Regions from separate parts of the Mus musculus genome. Here all the other regions are linked to region 1. A link is a contact called in public HiChIP or PLAC-seq and promoter capture Hi-C data. All regions are on one chromosome and are shown on one strand. Each heading gives the region's core, a stretch centred on a gene start, on an enhancer-like site or on the middle of the called end of the contact. The rest is flanking DNA. Distances are from core to core; before and after follow the strand shown.

Region 1 (4,130 bases), core at 831-3,330:
TAATGTTGCTGTCTTTCCATAAGAAGAGGGACTTTTATGTCAAAGGGTCAATGTTGAGGGGCATTCACCAGAGGAGACTGCTCAGACATGAGTTTAAACCGATAGAAAGTCTTTATTAGCCAGCCTGTGACTATACTGGGTGTTTGAGACCCCAGTGTAGCACCAAGCTTTTCTCAGGGTGAGCTTTTAATCACAAAAACCATGTCCTGGGCTGACATACTTCATTTAACAAGAGCAGTTAGCCTGAAGCAGAACTACAGAACCTGAAAAGCTTCCAATGGCATTTGATGGATTAGGACTTTGTTTTCGTTTTGGCAGGTGGTGCTGTCTACATGCTGAGTTTTACAGCCTGAATGGCATTTCCATCATGGGATCAGTTGTTTTAAGGTCTGGGGCCTACTAAGGTCTGAGAACCTGTTACAGTCAGCAGCAGCACTTGGAAGATTGGACCCGACAAGACACTACTCTCAGAAAAGCCGTGTCAGCATCTGAGTGTTTTCATTTTCCCACAGGAGCAAGGGATAAGAGGAGGGAGGAAGGCAGAGAAATCCAACTGAATGGGTGGGGCAGAGAGAATTCCCAGAGTCAGGCCAAGCTTCATCCTGGTTCAGCTCTCCCATTGCTTTCACAACTAAAGAACCAGAGCAAAGCCTAGCACCTCTCTCTCTAGGCAGTGCTGAGCTCCAGTGGGATGCTGTTACTATTGTTACAGTCACTGAATGCTGTTACTATTGTTACAGTTACTGTGCAACTGCTAAGATTGTGGTTGATGCACATCTAACAGGATCCCTTTAGCTTCCCCCAGCTGAAGCAGCATCTCAGTTGATGCTCCTCACTGAACTCTCGCCATGGCTTGTTTTGTTGGGCCCAAGATGCATTTTTGTTTTAAATATTTTTTTCATGAAAAATTCAGCTTGTAGTCTAATATGATTGAAGCTCAGCCTGAGTTTGTTTTATAATGCATTGAACTGGAAAGTCTATGAGTGGTGAATTATTCAAGATACGTGGACAAACGAGGGATCTGGGCTCTCATGTGAGGAGGGGTGATCAAAGAAATAAGCAAAATTCTGTGTGTCTTGTTATCTCATTTTATTTACCTTTTAAAAACTTCAACCTTCACCTTGGTCAGGTTCTTCACTTCATTTATTAATGAATGTCCAATTTGATCACAGTCCTTTGTACCACAAGGCTCCCAGCAATATTTCTGAGCCTTTATTATAAATGTAATATGTCACTGGATTTTTCAAATATGATTCTCCAATGTTAATTTGACTAATTTATTAATGAGAGGATTTTGATGATAATTTAGTGTGCTTGCATGTAAGATTGAACTATAAATTATTCTCACTGAAGGTGATGATCAGTGGCTGCCCTGAGACTTGGCAGGCACGGTTGGAATTAACCCTGCAATCTTGTGCTTCTTGCAAGAACCACGACTTCACACAGCTGCAAACTGGTGTCTGCTCACAGAAACTTTCCAATCAAATTCCCCCTCAGCAAGGGCCCTACTTCTGGTGTTCATAGTATGTGAATGTCATTTGTATTAATATTTCCCCGAAACCTCTTACCATTTTGTTGTCCATGTGACACTGTAGATTCCAAGTTTTTAAGTATAAATTGAAACAACAATCAGACACTGACATTGGTGGTCAAAATCACTGCAAGAGACAGAATATCTTGCAGAAAGTTTCTATGAGGAGAAGAGCGTGACTGTATTTCCAAATGTTCCTATGAACAAAGGAGCCTGAGTATATTTGTACTAAAAGAAGGATACGGTCTGGGAGAGAAGGACTGTGCTTGGCGGAGAAGTGAGAGATGCTCTGCTTTGAGGACAGAAAGTCACAAACAATATTTCCAACTGCCACTGGTCTTGTGTCCTTTGTACACAAACAGTGGAACTGGTTGGTTGTTCAAGAGGACAGCGAGACACTGGGGATCATTTGAATGCTTTTGCAGGTCCCAGAGGATGGAGTGGGAATAAGAGGAAAGCAGAGGTCAGCCCAAGGAAAAGAAGTCTCTGTCTGTGAGCGGGGGCTGCTTCCCAGAAAAGACAACACCCAGTGACCTACTTAGCAAATGGAAACACAAACCAGAGAAATCAGCCAAGGTCATGGATACACAGCCTCTCCTGACCAGCTAACTCCAGGTGTTCAGAGCAAGAACAAAATGTGCTGACATGAGGGAGTTCCCTTAAACTTCCCTGGGCAACAAATCACAGACTGTTGAATTTCTTGCTTTTCTAAGACTTTGTTAAATAAATGGCAGCAGCAAGCTGAGGTCCAGTCTATATGTGCTTTCCTGGTTTGGATGAAGGCAACATCTAAGAACAGCTCTTCCCCGGTGAGTACTTTATGTTAAGGCTGGATAGGCTTCCTTTGAACTGGCCCCCTGAGGTCACTGAAATCTCCACAAACCAGGTGCTTTAGACCTACTCTGATGGAATCCATATGCTCCAGTGTTCACCTCATTAGATACATTTTCTAGGTGAGTTCTGAAATAATTGTATTCAAAGCTTAATAATTGCCAGGAAGACGAAAGAGGTCAGATTTTATAGGCCCAAGCCTTCAAATGTCTTGGAAGTTAAAGATTGTGTTGATGAAAAGTTATACTTAAATCCATACCTACATGCTGTCACTCACTCTGTCTCTCCATCTATCTACATGCTATCACTCACTCTGTCTCTCCATCATCTATCTACATGCTGTCACTCACTCTGTCTCTCCATCTATCTACATGCTATCACTCTGTCTCTCCATCTATCTACATGCTGTCACTCACTCTGTCTCTCCATCTATCTACATGCTGTCACTCACTCTGTCTCTCCATCTATCTACATGCTGTCACTCACTCTGTCTCTCCATCATCCATCTACATGCTATTGCTCACTGTCTCTCCATCTATCTCCCTAACCTTATTGTGATCATAACTCCAACAAAATACACAGAGAAAAGTAACCATCATAAGAAAACACTTAAAAATTTTGAAGAGAATGTCTTTGGGTAAAGGCATTATTAGTGAAATGCTCTTGTTTGTGAATATTGGTGACACTCTTCATGCCAGCATGAATGGAAGGGAGAGACTCAGCTCCCAGGTGCTATCTGCAGTGGCCCTGATGAGTCCCTTTTTCATATCTATTTAAGAAGTATCAAGTATTATGATGGCTAACATTATGTTTAAAGCTTAAGTTACTACACTTAAAAGATCTATAAAGCAAACATTTCCTCTACCCTCTAAAAGCTGTACCAGTGAGAAAGGGACCCTGTTAGCCAGCTTGCTTAAGAATGACTAGAATGCCTGTGGTTTTTCTTGTAATTATCTAGTCTTTTACAATTTTAAATATATCTGTCCATTATTCAATGTAGCCTCCCCCAGCTTTGAGCAGGCTGGCTCAGACCTGTTCTGGCACCTCCTAGGGTGGAGTCTTCTGACCTAGATAGGTCTATTGTTCTGCCAAGACTGCCGGCCACTACTGCTGAGAGGCTGAGAGGCAGAATCTGTCTTCCTGAGATAAGCAACAGCCAGGCAACTAAGTGCTGACAACCTGGACCAAGTGCTGACAGGCTGGTGACAAAGCATCAAGAACCTGGTGTGGCGGGGGATGGGCCTTCCCCCTTTATAAGCTCAGACTCTTAGTAAACTAGGGGGGGAGGAGGGTGCGTGGGGGTTGATCAGAATTTTGTCTTGGTCTCGTTATTCCTTCCGCTGTTTCCTCCCATGCAGCTCCAGCCTCCCATTCAGGAACCTGATTCATGTAGCTGCGGGCGGCTACAATTCAAGATAATGGTCACTATGCTAACTGTGTGTTTCTGCTTCTGTAAATAAGCTTGCTTGCTCAAGATAGCCGATGACATCTGTTTGCTAACTGAGCCCCTGCTTACAGGCAGAATCCTTGCATGTAGATAGGATATGTGCCACTCCCCACCCCAGAAAGGCTGCATCTTGAGAATCCCGACTTTCTGGCGCAATCCTGGTGCCAATCTCAATAAAGCTTCTTCTTTAAAGTTACTCATGGTCAGATTGGTGAATCTCTGAACAACCTGAGACCTGATGCTTTTTATCAAAATTATAATCATTCAATTTTACCGATGAAGACCTGGAAACCAGATGGTAGTGTGAAAGCCTGCTAGCTC
Region 2 (4,130 bases), core at 1,045-3,544, 560 kb before region 1:
AACCAGAACCGCTAAGAGTGCTTGGAAGTTGCCATGTAAATACGGGGTAGATTAAAAGTCAAAATAAATAGCCGCTCCGAATAGAATGAAAGCTTTCATTCACAGGAGAGGCAAGCCCAGCCAGGAAACGGGTGGCTCTCTCATAGCCAGCAGACACATTGGAGACTGACACAGAAACCCACCATCTCTAAGGGCTACCCTGGTTTGGCAGCTGTCCTTTCCTCTCTACCTGGACAGTGACATGCAGTGTTCTGACTGGGTCTCTCAGCAAGACTTTCAAAGCACAAGGACATGGACTTTGCTCGATGCAATGGATGGGAGGAAACAGCTCCGTGGTATTTGTTGGATAGCCAATCCTTGGGTGGCCGGTAGGTCCCATGCCCAGTGCCCAGTGCTCCATGCTTTCCAGGGAACTGGCTATGGTCATATTTTAAACTCCTTCCTCAGTATGGTAGTGTGATGAGATGTCACCTTAGGATATTTCTGAATTAGATAACTATAGTGTCCTTACAAAAGAGACCTCATGCTGCTGCTGGTGGCACATGTCTTTAATCCTATCACTTGGGAGGCAGAAGCAGGAGGATCTCTGAATTCAAGGGCAGCCGGTCTACAGACCAAGTTCCAGTACAGCCAGAGCTACATAAAGAAACCCTGTCTCCCCCACCACCACCACCACCACCACCCCACGCCGGAATCCTTATCGATCTCCTGTCTGTTCCCACAAGTGAGGATGAAGTAAACTTTACGGACATCAGTTCTGCCTGTGGATGCCTTGATCTTGAACCTAGCTTGCAGAGCCTCGCGGCACACATTGTATTGTTTGTACACTGCCTAGTCTGGAGTACTTTGTTATAGCATCTCTAACAGGCCAAGAGAGGACTCTCGGCTTGCCTTCTGCTTTCCATCTAAAGCAGCTCAGAACCATTCCATACAGAAGAGTGAGCTTCACAAAATGTCCTTGCAGGGAGAACTAAATTACGTTTTCCAGGAGTAGAGAGGTCCGAGACATCTGGTTCACTCATAGCCTGAGTACAGGAACCTCAATTCCATGCCTGTCACAGGGCTGTTACCTAACTAGACCCCAGGCGTGTTCTGTAGCTGGGCCTTTACTTTAAACCCTTGGGAAACAGACGGAAAACTAGAAGGAAGGCTGTAGACTCTTCGTCACGGAGCATGTGCCCTACTTAGTCACTGAGCATGCGCCCTCCTAACCTAGTCACTGAGCATGCGCCCTCTTAACTTAGTCACTGAGCACGCGCCTTCCAAAAGCCCTAGGGAGAATTGATTTAAAAACTGGCAGAGTTGTCCAAAGGGTGACTTAGTCTAACTCAGAGCCCTTTAAACTTCTTGCTCTCAGTCTCTTTTCACTGAGAAATATTTCTGCAACCTTAGGAATTCAGGCACATGAAGAAGTGTACAGATCAAACACGTACTGGTAATAAATCATAAATTTATTTTAAAGTAATTATTTGCTATAAATATAATTTTATCCTTTATTAAAATTAAAGGAAATTTGATATGCTTTATTAATTTTTACATGAAGAATTAAATCTTGGCTGAATATTTGATATTGAAGAATAAGAAGCAGTTTTGACTTTTTTCCCCCCCTAAATTGATTGTTTGGTTATAAAATTGTCACACGGAGCACACCACCTCATATAAGTAAGTAGTACAAAGTAGCAAAAAACTTAGCGTGTACAGTAAAACCACTTCATTTCGTAACATAAGTTAGTCTGAGATCTGAGCCAAGTGTCCTAGGTGTGTGTGTGTGTGTGTGTGTGTGTGTGTGTGCGTGTGTGATCATTCCCGTGGTGCCCCTGGACATCTGACCAGTAGCAGTTATGGAGACCAAGGATACCTTGGATTCATTATATTTGATTTTGAATTAATTTTTGGTTTCGTGCCTCACCATTTGCTAAAATCAGTAACTCAGCTCCCATTTTTTTCGGCCCACGGTTTAAGAAGAGACGGTCTAACCTGGTCCAATTTATGAAGGCCATCTTTCTGCCATACTAACCCTGTTCTCTGTTGTCCTAGAGGAAGATGTCCTTATGTGGGCTTTGAAGTGGGACAGTCCTAAATTTGGCTCATCAATCAGCCGCGTGTAGTTGGCAGGGGCCTAGGTCTCTCCCGGCGGGCAGTGGGGACTGCGGACAGTGGGGCAGCCCAGGGTGGACACTGGCCACCCTTGGTCGCGAGGCGTCGCACCCGTTCTTTTCCCAGAGCAGAGGATTGGGCGAGCTCCCAGGCGCATTCCAGGCTCCACAGCTCCTCCTCTCTCGCCTCCGCCACAGGGCTGGCGCCTCCCCGCGTCGTCGGGACAGTCCCGTGCAGGCGGCTGCGGACTAGTGGCCTTGGAAGCTGCAAGGGACCCGCGCACTGCGGCCAGAGAACAGCGACCTGCCTTCCCCAGCAGCAAGGCTGTGAGTGGCAAGATGGGACCGGGCTCACAGCGCGCGCTTTTCCTCCTCTTGCTGCTCCTCGCCAGCCCCGGAGCGCGGGCTTTCCAGGTCAGTGTCCCCCGCAGTGCGTCTTGGAGTCCCGCTTCCCAAGGAGGTAGCGCCGAGGCCAGGGCATGCCATGCTCCACTCCTGTGCTGGAGTTGGGACTTGGAGCGGAGTCTAGGGCTGGGGTTTGGTTGATGGAGAGAGGAGCGGGGTCCTCCATCTGTCATTGCAGGCGACCTGGGCTGCTGCAGCCCAACGGGAGAAGGTGGCTCCGCGTGGGAATCGCCAGCCCGGGAAAGTTACCCAAGGATTTCTGAGACACTGGTCTTTTGTGGGTCTTGGTGAGAACACCTGGCCGCCCAATTCTGTTAGAGAATGTTCGTGCTCTCCAAACCCAACATTTACGTTTCTAACTGAAATATTCTTGCTGCCACCACACCCTAACCACTCTCAGAAATTCTTACCAGTGGCCTGATGGATCCTCAGGTGGTCCTATCCTGAGCACCCGAAGCCTCAGAGTTGCAATTATATTTTCTTACACACCCATATGAACAGCAGGGTCTTTTCTTTTCTTTTCTTTCCCTTTCCCTTTCTCTCTTTCTCTCCTTCTCTCCTTCTCTCCTTCTTTCTCTCTCTCTCTCTCTCTCTCTCTCTCTCTCTCTCTCTCTCTCCCTCGCTCCCCCTCCCTCCCTCCCTTCCTTCCTTCTTTCCTTCCTTTCTTTCTTTCTCTTTTTTTTTTGACATTTACGTCTCCAAATCCCACTGGATTTATTTGCTTGGCTAGATTTTATAACAATAACAACAACAACAACAATAAGTATTATTATTATTATTTTATTAACCATTGGAAACTGACTTTTAAAATTGAGACTGTAAATAAAAATGTATTTGAGAGACTTTGTATTGTCAGGTTCAGGTCAGCTTCCATCAAACGCGTGTCAGCAGACAGAGGTCCCTCAACGAGAGTCCTGAAGCAGCTTCTTCAACCATGCCAACAGCAGCATAAACAGCTGCAGGATGTGCAGGGAGGCTGGGTGCCTGCTGAGTGTCCAGATCCTTCTTTAAGACCACCCAGTCAGGAAGAAGTGGTATAAATTCCCTCTCTGACTGGACTCTGACCTGATCTTTGTCCATGCTCCATGTTCTGGGGCTAAATTGCTGTGCACTGGCAAGTTTCCCCGGGGATACTGAGAAGTCCCCTGGGGTGCAGCAAGGCTTTCCGAGCCTGGAGAATTTGGTTTAGATCAGACCTGCTCCTGTTAGTGCGGAAGGTAATGAGTGGGAGTCACAGGAAGTTGCTCAACAGCCAAATGGCCAGGACCCAGCCTGGGGCTACTGTGAGCCCACCCACCAGAGCAATGGGATCTCCCTAGTTTTGCAGATTACAAAGCCAAACCAAACCTTCACCCCATGCCCAGTGCCAGAAGCACAGAAGATACATCTCCACTGGGCTCCCCCATCCCAGGCTGCAAAGGGGCAGGGCATGAGAAGAGTAGACGTTCCGGAGACCAATCATCTCGTGATAGTGGGTGGGCATCTGTCCCACGGGGCGAGGTGGGAAATAGTGAGATTAGGGCAACTGGTAATCTGGTGCAGAGGCAGCACTGAGCTTGCCTCACTTTGAACATGCTCTTGCGACACTAAGATCCAATCCCTGCCGTGCCCTGGCCAGGCTTTCTCAGC
Region 3 (4,130 bases), core at 541-3,040, 530 kb before region 1:
AAAGTGGGACTGGCTTGCCAAATCCTTTCTCACAAGGAAACTGCCCCCAAAGGCTCCCTACAGCTCTGCTGTCTGGAGTTACCTTCTGTTTAAACAGTACGGAGGCAGGGCTTTCCTGGAAGCCCCCTGTGGCTTCCACAGGTACTGCAGTGGGACCTTTGGGTCATTGCTCCTTGGGTCCTGGGATCATTTTATGAAGTATACCCAAGACTGGAGTCTTCTCTAGGAATGGAAGTAAGGAGTGAACAGGTACGCACTAAGAAATGTCCCAGCCGGCTTACCTAGAACCTTTTTCCCCATTAGCTGGATAATGCCTCTCTCCCAGTATCCTGTAAGCCTCTTCCAATATTTTTTTCTAATTGTGTGTGTGTGTGTGTGTGTGTGTGTGTGTATTTGTGCACTTGACTGCAGTACCTGTGGAAGCCACAAGGGGGCTTCTGATCCCCTGGAAGTGGAGTTATAGGCATTTATGAGCATCTGGATGTTGGTGCTCAGACTCAAATTCAAGTCCTTTGAAACAGTAGTTCTGGCTCTTAACCACTGAGCTGCCTCTTCAGTCCTCACTATTATTATTTTAAGACTGAGGCTGGCTTTGCTGCCTCAGGCTGGCCTTGAACTGGATTCAAGTGATCCTGCCTTGGCCTTGAGAATCACTACAAGAATTATTATTATTATTTTTTTAATCCATTAACCAGAGCTGGAGAGATGCTCAGAGGTTAAGAGCACTTACTGTTCTTGCAGAGGTAGGCAAGGGTTCCCAGCAACCACAAGGTCGCTCAAGGTCACCTTTAACTCTCCAGTTCCAGGGAGACAAAGAAATCCTCTCTTGGCCTCCAAGGGCATCAGGCTATACATATACATCAGGCTATACATATACATACATACATACATACATACATACATACATACATACATATATTCAGGCACACACAAAACCTTTTTAAAAACCCATCAGGCTGTGGTGGTGTACACCTTTAAACCCAGCACTTAGGAGGCAGAGGCAGGTGGATCCCCAAGTTCCAGGCCAGCCTGGTCTACAGAGTGAGTTCCAGGCCAGCCCAAGGCTACACACAGAAACCCTGTCTCATAAAAAAATAATAATAAAAATAAATAAATAAATAAAATAAAAATATTCTTTAATCCCAGCACTCGGAAAGCAAAGTAAGGTAGAGGCCCATCTGGTTGTCTGGTCTACACAGTGAGTTCCAGGATAGCCAGGATTATGATTTTGTTTGTTTGTTTGCTTTTAATCCGTTTACCTTATTTTTACTGTGTTTGGGAAACTAATTTCTGGTTTTGCAAAGACATAAAAACTGTAATAACAACTACCTTGAAGACATTGAAGCTTGTATACACACACACACACACACACACACACACACACACACACACACACACACACAAGCACGTGCTTGCATCCCGAATCGAAAAAGTGGAGGCTCAGAGTTTTAAACTCTAATGCTCACTGCATTGTGGGCGTTGTACAAGATTCTCAAAATGAACCTCAGACTTGACACTGCAATATGCCTGACTGTTCTGCCTTTACATTCCAATCTCATGGATCCGGTCCCGGTCGCAGTCGCTCGGTGTAAGTTAATCACTTGACATTCCTTCCCTGCTGTAGAGTACGCCCTGGGAGATAGGGTTTCGCGGGTTGTGGGGCGCACGGCAGGTGCCAGGGGTCGGGTGCTGAGGCGAGCCTGTCCTCTTCCCGCAGCGGCCCCAGATGGCGGCGAGGCCGGTGACCCCGCCTTCAGCCGCGCACCCCGCTGCGCGCAGGTGGAGCGGGAACAGCATTGCAGCTGCGAGGCGGGATTCCACCTGAGCAGCACCACGGGCGGCCACAGCGTCTGCCAGGGTAGGCTCGGGCTACGGGGGGGGGGGGGGGGGGGGAGCGGGACCACACCCGTGGGAGGAGACCCCAGTCCTGGGACAGAGCGCGAGGTTGGGACAAAAGGGCCTTTCTGGGCGTGGTCTCAGTGAGACCTGTGATTTGCCTTTTAGGTAAGGGTTACCCGGATGATCGAAATGAACAGGTAGACTTCAGAGGTGTTCTGGAGAAAAAAGTATCTATCTGTTCGACCATCTTCCTACAGTTGGGCTCTTGTAAGGTGCACCAGGGCCTTCTCTGAGACGTTATAGACAACACATGGAGTGTTGAGGGTATGCATCCAGTCTCTAGCATGCACATTAGTCCAATCCCATCATCGTTTAAACCTGGAGTGATATGGATGTAATCCCAACAACACTTGGGAGATGAAGACAGGAGGATCAGGAATTCAAGGTCATCGTCTGCTACTCATGGGGGAGGGTGAGAAGAAAGCAGCCAGGGCGACAGGCTTGTCTTCTGACATAGCTTGGAGCTACTATGCCCAAGAGGAGCCTTTTGCCCTGTCATGTGCACACACACACACACACACACACACACACACACCATACCTCTGGCAAAAACCCTATGAGCTGGTGGCAAGAGAGGGGCTCAGATCATTTATGGCAGCCAGGGCCATGGATATGGGCACAGCCTCCTTCTCTCAGTTTAGCTGACTACAGAGCAGTTCCATCCTGAGATCTGGCCAGTTGGTGCTAAGAAGTTCATTTCACAGCATCAGAAATAAAAACACTCCCCACCCCCTTTTAAAGAGGCATCTCAATATACAGGCCAGGCTGGCCTCAGGTGGAGATCCCTGCTTCGGCCTCTTAAGTGCTGAGATCACAGGTCTGCAGCGCCCCATAGGCTGCAGGGCTCTCTCACTGTTTCTCCATTGCTGAAGATGAGGAGAGCTAAGATGGGGGTCTGAATCTGGTTCTAGTCTCTGAGCCGGGTACCAGACTCACTAACCTTTGTAGAGTTTCCCCATTTACACCGAGAATCCCCTCTGGGGTTTTCCATGTCAGCTCCTCCTTTTAGCCCTCTTGGTCCTAGACTGGGTAGAGGGGTCCTCTGCTCATTGCTGTGTCCAGCCACTCAGTCACAGCTGCCAATGAGTCTGGTTGACAAAGGCTGTGTAGCCTCCTGGAATCATGGGCGCTTTTGTCCCCAGATGTGAATGAGTGTGAGATCTATGGGCAGAAAGGACGCCCCCGGCTCTGCATGCATGCCTGTGTGAACACCCCTGGTTCCTACCGATGTACCTGCCCGAGTGGATACCGGATCCTGGCTGATGGGAAGAGCTGTGAGGGTGAGTGAGACTAGGTAGAGGCAGGTGACCATGAGGCTAGAGGTCACCCTCCACACCTGGTCACCTGCTGCCGCTGTGACCCCTGCTCTCATCCCCGGTCCCCATTCAAGAATGATGAGGTTAAGAGAATCAAAGATCTGAGGACACATTTGATCCTAAAAAGGAAATTAACAAACAGGTCTTCCGAAGACCAGGCTACATATTCTACACAAACAGGTTGGTTGATCACTCAGTGCCTTCTGACCTCATGTGAGTGACGCTTCCTATTCTTCAGCAATGCCTTCAGCCAGACCTGAACCCACAGACCAAGGAGCTAGCCAGACTCCACTTTATTAGAATCTGAAGGAACCTAGGAGGTTTCATGGCCCTGTGTGTCCACGATCTAGTGTCCTTTGATGGGAAAGTTACCTTACAGGCTCTGCCGCCATGACCATGTGTGGTGGCTGTTTGAGGACACCAGAGAAGCAGAGCCACCAGGCTCACGGCTCATAAGGGCCTGACTAGTTGTGACTGGAAGGGTTCATTTACCCACTGAACTGCACCCAGGCTAAAAAGAGAGACCACTGTTCTATTTGCCAAACTCTAGTAAATGCCAGAGTCCTGCAAACAAGAGGGCCTGGGAGCCTGGGCAGATAGTCCAGACCAGTCGATCTTCCAGGAGTGGACTGGAGGGTGGGTTGTTGGTAAAAAAAGAAAAAGAAAGAAAGCACCTGGCTCAGGTTCTACCTCAGTGCTACAAATCCGTGTGGCTCCTGGAACACAGGACTGAAATCTATCTCTTTCTTGTCATGGTGCTAATAGGCACCATTATCAGCAAAGTGAGGAAGAGTCACAGCCTTCGTTGTATCTCCCGCAATACAGATGTTGATGAGTGTGCAGGCCCACAGCACATGTGCCCCCGGGGGACCACATGCATCAACACTGGAGGAGGCTTCCAGTGTGTCAACCCTG

The links. Promoter capture Hi-C pulls out the DNA fragments that hold promoters and counts their contacts. HiChIP or PLAC-seq counts read pairs in DNA pulled down with a chosen protein or histone mark.
Region 2: a contact with region 1 is called in a promoter capture Hi-C map of embryonic stem cells, with 3 times the contacts expected there. The contact joins the promoter of Fbln7 here to the enhancer-like site in region 1. A contact is called at or near these places in 10 of 39 promoter capture datasets (the 3T3-L1 cell line, 3T3-L1-derived adipocytes, the C10 cell line and 6 more), 1 of 115 datasets of contacts at active chromatin or transcription factors (astrocytes) and 1 of 9 other capture datasets (embryonic stem cells).
Region 3: an H3K27ac HiChIP or PLAC-seq map of embryonic stem cells shows a contact between it and region 1, with 4 times the contacts expected there. The contact joins two enhancer-like sites. A contact is called at or near these places in 1 of 15 datasets of contacts at CTCF or cohesin (the NIH/3T3 cell line), 1 of 484 Hi-C or Micro-C datasets (pro-B cells), 2 of 115 datasets of contacts at active chromatin or transcription factors (both in embryonic stem cells) and 1 of 9 other capture datasets (embryonic stem cells).

Annotation. Positions count from the first base shown.
Region 1 is chr2:129,417,576-129,421,705 of GRCm38.p6, forward strand. No RefSeq gene overlaps it. Among named protein-coding and RNA genes, the nearest start is that of Il1b, 49 kb to the left of the region's middle. Within about 2 kb of position 2,081, at least 7 of the 459 cell types and tissues checked have an H3K27ac peak or open chromatin away from gene starts, as enhancers often do. A contact at or near this core is called in embryonic stem cells, where this site is marked.
Region 2 is chr2:128,861,638-128,865,767 of GRCm38.p6, forward strand. Fbln7 (fibulin 7) reads left to right here and starts at 2,295. Exons shown (of 8, transcript NM_024237.4): 1 at 2,295-2,510. The coding sequence starts at 2,436.
Region 3 is chr2:128,890,726-128,894,855 of GRCm38.p6, forward strand. It overlaps Fbln7 (fibulin 7), which reads left to right. Exons shown (of 8, transcript NM_024237.4): 5 at 1,718-1,858; 6 at 3,042-3,179; 7 at 4,041-4,130. Among named protein-coding and RNA genes, the nearest start is that of Fbln7, 29 kb to the left of the region's middle. Within about 2 kb of position 1,791, at least 19 of the 459 cell types and tissues checked have an H3K27ac peak or open chromatin away from gene starts, as enhancers often do. A contact at or near this core is called in embryonic stem cells, where this site is marked.